2 separate regions of the Mus musculus genome follow, and region 2 is linked to region 1. The links are chromatin contacts, called in public HiChIP or PLAC-seq maps. All regions are on one chromosome and are shown on one strand. The core of a region is the stretch at or near the end of the contact, and the rest is flanking DNA. Distances in the headings are between cores, read along the strand shown.

Region 1 (3,922 bases), core at 1,422-3,921:
TCAGTTTGTTAAAAGCAACCCCTTTTGTTGTCAGTGGTCTGCATTCTTTGGGTATTTTTATGAAACCACTTTGGCTAGCAACTTTCTTGATGTAACACAGTGGAAAAGACAAGATCAACTGAAATTCCATCTCTTTCAGAATTCAGAACTTCATTTGAAACACATTCATACACTTATAAGCTGGTACTTTAAATTTTTTTTTTTTTTTTTTTTTTTTGCGAACATCTTACTAAGACTACACCCATTATAACTCCATGGAGTCTTGCTCCATGGTGCTTTCCTATGCATTGGCAGAACCATAACTGTGACAATGTATTATATAAAACATCTTAACTTCTAATAAATGGGGAATTTTCCTGGACCTCACAACCAGAATTAAGGCAACTTGAAGAAATTTAAGTTTTAAAGCTGTGATCCTACTGAGGGTTTAGCACACTTTTCAAAGAACAATGTAAAAACTCACATTATTTTCCTTGGACTTCTCTTGATATCAACTTTTAAAACCTAACTTGATGCATAGATACAATGGCAATTTATGTACTTTTTCAAGTCCTGCTCAGAAACTGCATGAGTGTCACTTGATGAAAGCATGAAATGCAGAGGCTTAAAGCATAGTTCAAAAATGCATATACAGTTATGGGTATTTTTTGATAAAAGTCATATTTATAAATGTTTGTTGTCCACTTGACCACTTGGAGCCAGTTACCTAATCCTTTATAAAAGATTACTGTTCACTATCCCATTCTTTCCCCATGTGATGGTTCCCTTGATGTTCTAGAAGCACTCCAAAGCTCTCTCTCAAGGTCAGTCAGAGAGATACAAATAGACAACAGATTACACAGATAGACACCAACATGGAGACAAAAGGCAGACAGAAAGGGAGAGCTATACAAGCAGCCTTCAGGAAGTTACAGATTTAAACTAACTGAACAGACACACAGAGGGTGGAAGACACAGGGAAAATGAAGTAGAGAATTCAACTTTGGACTCACACTTAGTTAAATGCTCTGAGGAAAAGGCTTTTATTTCTTTCCTTAACTCAGATGCATTATTAATCACCAGTATGTTTAATCTACTCACATATGAAGAATCAATTAACTTGTGACTTTTTTTTTTGCATAAGTACAATATGGGGAAAACTAAAACTCAACACAATGGGAAACAAGTAGCCCTGCCATCTGAAAGGTGTCCATAGGCATAGAACCCTATTTAAAGACAGAACCCCAGGTCTGGGCTTGTGCTTCTGAGCTCTCACCGCCATGCTGAGCTAGAATCCATTTTAACCTCTCATAATCATCACAACAGGTTTTGAACCTCAGAGGTCAATGAGAATCCTGGAACTCATTACAATCATGAAAAGAGTTGACTTCCTAGCAAGAGTCTAATGAGACTTGGGTAAATCTCGAGTCTCCTTTCCCCAGCTTATACTGATATGCATGGGTGTCATAGAGTGTTACAGGGAACAATCAGGAAACCATTTATCAACAAACAGTGCAGTATGTATTGTAATTTTGTTCAAGTTTTCTTTCTTTCATCCTTTCTTTCTTTCTTTTCTTTCTTTCTTTCTTTCTTTCTTTCTTTCTTTCTTTCTTTCTTTCTTTCTTTCCTTCTTACTTCCTTACTTCCTTTCCTTACTTTTTTTTTTTTGACAAAGATCAAGACAGTTTTCCAAAGGAGTTTCTCTTTATTGTCTCACCCTTCAAGAAGTAAATAATATTGTGCCTTGACCTAACATCATTTTAATTCATCATTTTCTTTGATTGAGGCATCCACCTCCTCTACCTTTTCTTTAAGTCTGATAATCTGTCTCCCACAGGTTCTCTATGTATTATTTTTATTTGCCTTACTGCATTTTCTTTTCAGGATTTTTTTTTGGCATTTCTAAGCACTTATTGAAGTCAATTTTAATATTTTATATTGTCATTTCCTTCAGGAATCTGGTATTATTTTCTTGCCCATGATTTATTTCGTTTCTCTCTGAGTGAGTGGATTTACATGGTTTACAAACTTTAATGTCCTTGATCATGATTGTGGGTTTTCTATTCTTTGTCTTCGATATCAAATAAATTGTGCTCCTTATAGGATACCTATATGGTTTGCGGTTTGAGCCAAGGACATTTTATCTAAGTTATTGTTTGTTTTGGGTATCTGTTCTGAGCATCAGAATTCAAAGGGACTGCTTAATTGTGTGCATTTATAGCCCAGAGGAAAAGACTCACAATATGAGAAGTTAATATGCGTTGTATCTGAAGGGTTCAGAACCCAGGTGCAGTGTCCTACTACATCCAGTTCTGGTCTAGTCTGGCAGCAACCTTTTGAGGAAGCTGTGTAGAGTAGGTCCTGGGAAGTTTTGTGGAAGGCAGCCTGCAACAGAGTTGGAGGAGTGGTTCCTGCTGGGGAGGGTGGGCCTCCAGCCTGATTAGATGAGTTTAAGAAAAAGACAAATTAAAAGCAAAGGAACGAGCAAGCAAGCAAGCAAGCAAAAATTCAAAACACCAAACATTGCTGTGAAGAATTGGGAAGCTAATTAATTAAAAGGTCCCGAAGTAGGTAGGCTTAGAAGAATTGCAGGAAGCTGCTGAATATTGGGCGGGTCCAGAAGGCGGGGCTAGGCAGCATGAAGGGAAGTTCCGCGGTTTCATCTTTCTTCTTGCATCTCAGCTGCCTCGTGATCAGGAAGTTATGGAGGGAGACTAGCGCCTAGTATTTGCGGAACCTGAAAACTTTCTTAAGCAGCAGTTGTTGTGCTGGCCTCCTAGGACATTGAGCAGCTGGTCCTGTCACCTTCCAGGTCAGAGGAGCTGTTGGACTGGGGAACAGGCAGGAACTGGGCAGGCGTGTGGAGCAGGGGTGCATTTTCTGCCGCCATTCTCACAATTCAGTGTTTGCGGAACCTGAAAACTCCCTTAAGCTGCAGTTGCCCCTCCTAGGACATTGAGCAGCTGGTCCTGTCACCTTCCAAGTCAGAGGAGCTGTTGGACTGGGGAACGGGCAGGAGCTGGGCAGGGGCGTGGAGCAGGGGTGCATTTTCTGCCGCCCCTCTCACAATTCAGTGTTTGCGGAACCTGAAAACTTCTTTAAGCTGCAATTGCTGTGCTGGCCTCCTAGGACATTGAGCAGCTGGTCCTGTCACCTTCCAAGTCAGAGGAGCTGTTGGACTGGGAAATGGGCAGGAGCAAGGCAGGCATGTGGAGCAGGGGTGCATTTTCTGCCGCCACTCTCCCAATTCTGTTGTGGTATCTTACCATTATCAGGAAGTTTGAGATCCTGTGAATTGGGTTCATGGTGATGTTTTAATTAATTTTATGGGTGCCAGATTTTTTTTTTTTTAAATAACCCCGTAGATCCTTGGCCGTCTCTGGAGTTTGTGTATTGGGATGGTTGTCTTTGCAAAAGCCATAATAAAGCTCCTCAAATTCAAATTCATTCATGCTTTCTTAACTCCCTTGTTCCTCCATTTGCCATTTCGTTTCCCTTTCTCCAGGGAACTGGATAGGCATCCCTAGAGAGCTTTGTAGGTATTTGTCATATGGGGATCAGTGCAGATTTGATTGAATTCGAAAATATTCGTTATAAAGTACTGTTGAAAGACCCAAAAGGTGAGGACTCTCCCACGTTCTGACTCAGGAGAGGCAACACCCCAAATTACTGGAGAAACGGTTTTGATGCAAATTGCAAGAGGACTTTTATTTCAAGAGAGCTCTCAGGCCCACAGTCATAAACCATGCAATGCTAGAGGACTGTGGTATGCAGAGTAGCTGGGTAAGGGGGTATTTAAAGGAAGGAACCACAAGTCAAGGGGGTGGGGAGGGCGTTGTTGGAAAATACCAAAAATACCAGTTGAAAGTGGAAAGTCAAGACAGCTGTGTATGAGTCTCAATAACATTAGCACATTTGCATAGTGAGTTCCTGGAGTTGTCGG
Region 2 (4,219 bases), core at 838-3,337, 230 kb before region 1:
GGGTGTGCCCAACTGGGCGGAGCTGTGACAAAGAGCCCCGAGCTGAAGCTGGGGCCACGCAAAGGGGCGGGAGTAAGGTTTCCCGGCTGGAGAAGGCTCAGGCGCAAGTCAAAGGAGGAAGATGAGTGGGGGAGGGGAGGAGTGGGCAGGCAGGGGTTAGAGATTAGCTATTAGCCATTCAGGATCACTAGATTTCCCCCACCAAAGAAAGAACAGCTCACTGTGGCTGGCTTCGCCTGGAACGTGTTATATAGGCTTTCTGCAGCATGGCCAAGCAGCCAGATCTCCTGAGATCACACTACTTCAAAAAGACTGTTGTGTTGTGAGCTAGAACTTGCCACGGGCTGGGCTGCAGAGGCAGGTGGACTGAAGTCACCGAGGGTAGGGATGGATTTATGTCCAACTCTGAACAAAGGTTGTTCCATCTGTGCCTGCCCTGGTAGCAGCTCTCCCTAAACACGCCAATTAAGTCAAAAGGATCAGTGACCACAGTCTACCACATACGCCCTTCCAACAGGGCACAGGGCCATACTGCAGTCTAGTCTGGAAAAGAAGCAAACACTACCACTGCACAGCAGTGGGCCAGCACAGTAGTGGCTATCTGTGTGGTGACGTGGAGCAACAGAGAAACCAGGTCAGGTTTGTTTCTTTCCAGAAACTTCCACCTCTTAAGTCAGTGTACCATTTTGGGTCTCAGCTTCAAGAATCGGAAGAAATCCATTGCTCTTTCCCCTCCTGGACTCCAGACTTAGTGCCAGTGTTACTCCCAATCTATCTGTCCCACTTCTGTTCTGACCTAAAACTGCCAGGTTCTCATGGAGAGTGAGAAAGGCCTTCAAAGGCCTTCCTCCTCCACCCAAGGGAAATGCCTCGTTTTCACTGCTGGAACAAAACCGGAGGAGCTGACTCAGGCACAGCAAACCGCTCCAAGGTTTAAGCATTTTTGTTTTTTTTTCTGGTTTTTCGAGACAGGGTTTTTCTGTAGAGCCCTGGATGTCTTGGAACTCACTTTGTAGACCAGGCTGGCCTCAAACTCAGAAATCCGCCTGCCTCTGCCTCCTGAGTGTTGGGATTAAAGGCGTGCGCCATCACACCCGGCTCGGTTTAAGCATTTCTAACAGTTCCCACCCCCTATCCATTATTAGTTGAGCTCCCAAATCACACAAGGATGAGCCTGTGAACCGACAAATTTGTTTACCCTTCTACTGTCCAGTCCCCTGCCTGTGACTGGACCAGAAAGACCAGTCTCAGGCGTGGCATCGCCAGTGCCTGGCAGAGTAGTAAAACAGGCAGTACTCACTGGGCTCAAAACTGCCAAGACCTCCACACCAATCTCAAAATGCCTCGCTGCCACCTACTGATCATTTAAATAAGACTGACAAACACTGAGCCCACCACTCCCGGAAGAGTTGTGATAGATGCATGTGAACTGCAGGATGCTATGGACACCTGGGCGTTGAAACTAATGGTCGGTCCACTCTTCCTTTCCAGATGCTGTCAGGGAGATGGGTTTAAGAGACTATGGCAACCAGGCATGACAACGCACATATTTAATCTCAGCTCGCAGGAGGCAATGGATCTCGGAGTTCGAGGCCTGATCTACAGAGAGTTTCAGAACAGCTAGGGCTACACAGAGAATCTGTCGCGAAAACCAAACCAAACCAAACAAAATCCCAGAGAGCGAGCGAGAGAGCTAGACAGACAGACACTATGGCAGGCAGCCACCATGGCCTGAGGGATGGTAATCGGGTCACCTGGTCAATGGGTCACAGGCCGTGGCGGGGATGCGGGTCCCAGAAGGCTGCAGGGTCTGGATCACTGCCCCAGATCCAGGATTCCTTTAACTTTGAGATACCTTCCTGCAGGTAGTGGGGCTGGGGTGACAGCCTCCATGAGTATTCATAGGCCCTAAGGAGCCTTCACGTGCAAAGGGCCGGCCAGCACCTAACCGCCTGCCCACAGGTCTAGCTTGCGGTGGTGTGTTCCCGACTCTGCGAATCTATCCGCAGCGTCCCAAGCCTTTTGCGTTACCTCTTGCGTCAGATCGGTGGCGGCGAGGGTGCCACCTCCCTAGGGCTGGCGAAGAAGGCGGGGCGGAGCTGTCGGTTGCTAAGGGAAACAGGACGAGCGGCAGGCGGAAGCCACATCTACGAGACGAGACGACGGCCGGAAGTCCCGCCCCAACATGGCCGCGCCCAGAGGTCTCAGGGGAAGCCAGCCAAGTACTGCGTCATGTGACGCGAGCCCTCGCCCCACCCGTCTGCAGCCACTCCCTGTCTCCGGACCCAGAGCTCGAGAGGGCCACGTGACCCTCCCGGGGCCAGTCACGTGAGGCGCGGATCCTGGGTGGGAGGGGGGTTGGCCTAGGTGGTCCGGAGCGGCAGCAAAGGAGGAAGATGGCGGGGTGCAGGGGGTCCGTGTGCTGCTGCTGCCGGTGGTGTTGCTGCTGCGGTGAACGGGAGAGCCGCACCCCCGAGGAGCTGGTGAGCGGCTGCCTGGCTGGGGAAGGGGTGGCTACGGAGGGATGACAGGATGACAAGAGGCGTTGCCGGGGGTGGGGCCGCGCCGGACCGCGCCTGCAGGTGGCAGCGGGTGGGGCCCGGAGACCGCTGCCTGGGCTCGGGAAGCATCCAGCTTACCTCCGCGTGCCCCAGCCAGAGTTCTGTTCTATAACCTCTCTCTGGACTCCGAGGGAGGGCCTCGGCCAGCTTGAATTAATGCCGTCCATATTCTCTTTGAGTTTTGAACGAAGCAAGCATTGTAGAATGAGCCCTTGCGCGGGACGTGACGCCCATGCCGTTGGTGTAGTTTCTCTGGCCTGTTCTTATTCTCTACCCTTCACTCTTTCTGGGTCACTGGTGATCCAGCTTCCCCGTGCAAAGCAAGCTGGGAAAACTTGAGTTGTGTTCTCAGAATTGATTCATTCCCCCCGATTCCGTAGTCAGTCTATTGTCAAATGAAACACGAATTTTCTCCTCCAACGAAGCTGCCATCAGACATCTTTCAGGTGTCCTGAAGGTGAGCATTACGATTTAAAGAATTCGCCGATCAATAGAAATGTAGAGCTCATGGTTTTGAAACATTGTTCCTCTTTGAAGATGGCTCTAGCTAATTTCGATTTTAATAATACTACCCTCCTTGTACCCTTAACCCATTAAAAGATCTCCATTCTGTGAATCTGTTTTTCTAGACCATCCTTGGGGAGACACAGGAAGAAGAGGATGAGATTCTTCCAAGGAAAGACTATGAGGTGAGGTGTTCCAGATGCTGTCCTGGGTAACTGGTGTAGTGAGAGGACTGAGTGCTTCAGGCCTCCAACCAGAGATGCTCTTTGACCCTCTGCCTCAGGGAATGGGGGAGATGACTGCCTAGCAAGTCCTTAACCTGGTCCCACAGTCTGGTGGTGATGCATTCCAGTTCTGCCTGGATATAGAGCGTGTTTGCCATTAAACCTTCCAGGGACCCAGGGTCGAAGCTCTTCCCTGTGAGTGCTCAAAACAGTCTCTCTCGTGAGCTGTGAGGAGACCTTGCCTCTCTCTCTTCTGCCCTATTCTGGATTATAGTTTCCAGTTTCAGATATGAAACTTTGAAGAGTGTGGGGCCACATGTTGTGGTTCCTTTTAGTTTGCCACTGGACTTGGGAGGCTGAGATGGGAAGAGCTCTTCTGGAGACTCACAAAGGCTGCTCCATCAATCCTATCCCAACCTCTTATTTTTTGAAAAAGATTTATTTATTTAATTAATGTATATGAGTATACTGTAGCTGTCTTCGGACACGGATTCCTATTACAGATGGTCATAAGCCACCATGTGGTTGCTGGGAGTTGAACTCAGGACCTCTGCAAGAGCAGTCAGTGCTCTTAACTGCTGAGCCATCTCTCCAGCCTCCCTATCCAACATTTTTGTTTCCCTATCCAACCTTTTGAGTAACTCTGTCACACCCATTTGTAGCTCGCTTGCCTTAGGCTGATAGAATGTTCATGTGAATTTTTTTTTTTTTTTAGATTTATTTATTTATTATATGTAAGTACACTGTAGCTGTCTTCAGACACTCCAGAAGAGGGCATCAGATTTCGTTACAGATGGTTGTGAGCCACCATGTGGTTGCTGGGATTTGAACTAGGGACCTTCAGAAGAGCAGTCGGCGCTCTTAACCACTGAGCCATCTCGACAGCCCCTCATGTGAATTTTTTTATGGATTAGTGATTTTACACTCAAA

The links. HiChIP or PLAC-seq counts read pairs in DNA pulled down with a chosen protein or histone mark.
Region 2: a contact with region 1 is called in an H3K27ac HiChIP or PLAC-seq map of microglia, with 7 times the contacts expected there. The contact joins the promoter of Mthfr here to the promoter of Zfp984 in region 1. A contact is called at or near these places in 4 of 115 datasets of contacts at active chromatin or transcription factors (effector CD8 T cells, embryonic stem cells, memory CD8 T cells and 1 more) and 2 of 9 other capture datasets (adipose tissue and liver).

What each region holds. Positions count from the first base shown.
Region 1 is chr4:147,808,537-147,812,458 of GRCm38.p6, reverse strand. It overlaps Zfp984 (zinc finger protein 984), which reads left to right and starts at 2,671. Exons shown (of 6, transcript NM_001127189.3): 1 at 2,671-2,791.
Region 2 is chr4:148,036,945-148,041,163 of GRCm38.p6, reverse strand. It overlaps Mthfr (methylenetetrahydrofolate reductase), which reads right to left and starts at 2,087. Exons shown (of 12, transcript NM_010840.3): 1 at 2,032-2,087. Clcn6 (chloride channel, voltage-sensitive 6) reads left to right here and starts at 2,351. Exons shown (of 23, transcript NM_011929.3): 1 at 2,351-2,483; 2 at 3,191-3,250. The coding sequence starts at 2,397. RefSeq lists promoters at 1-226, 1-1,746, 1,999-2,188, 1,999-2,637.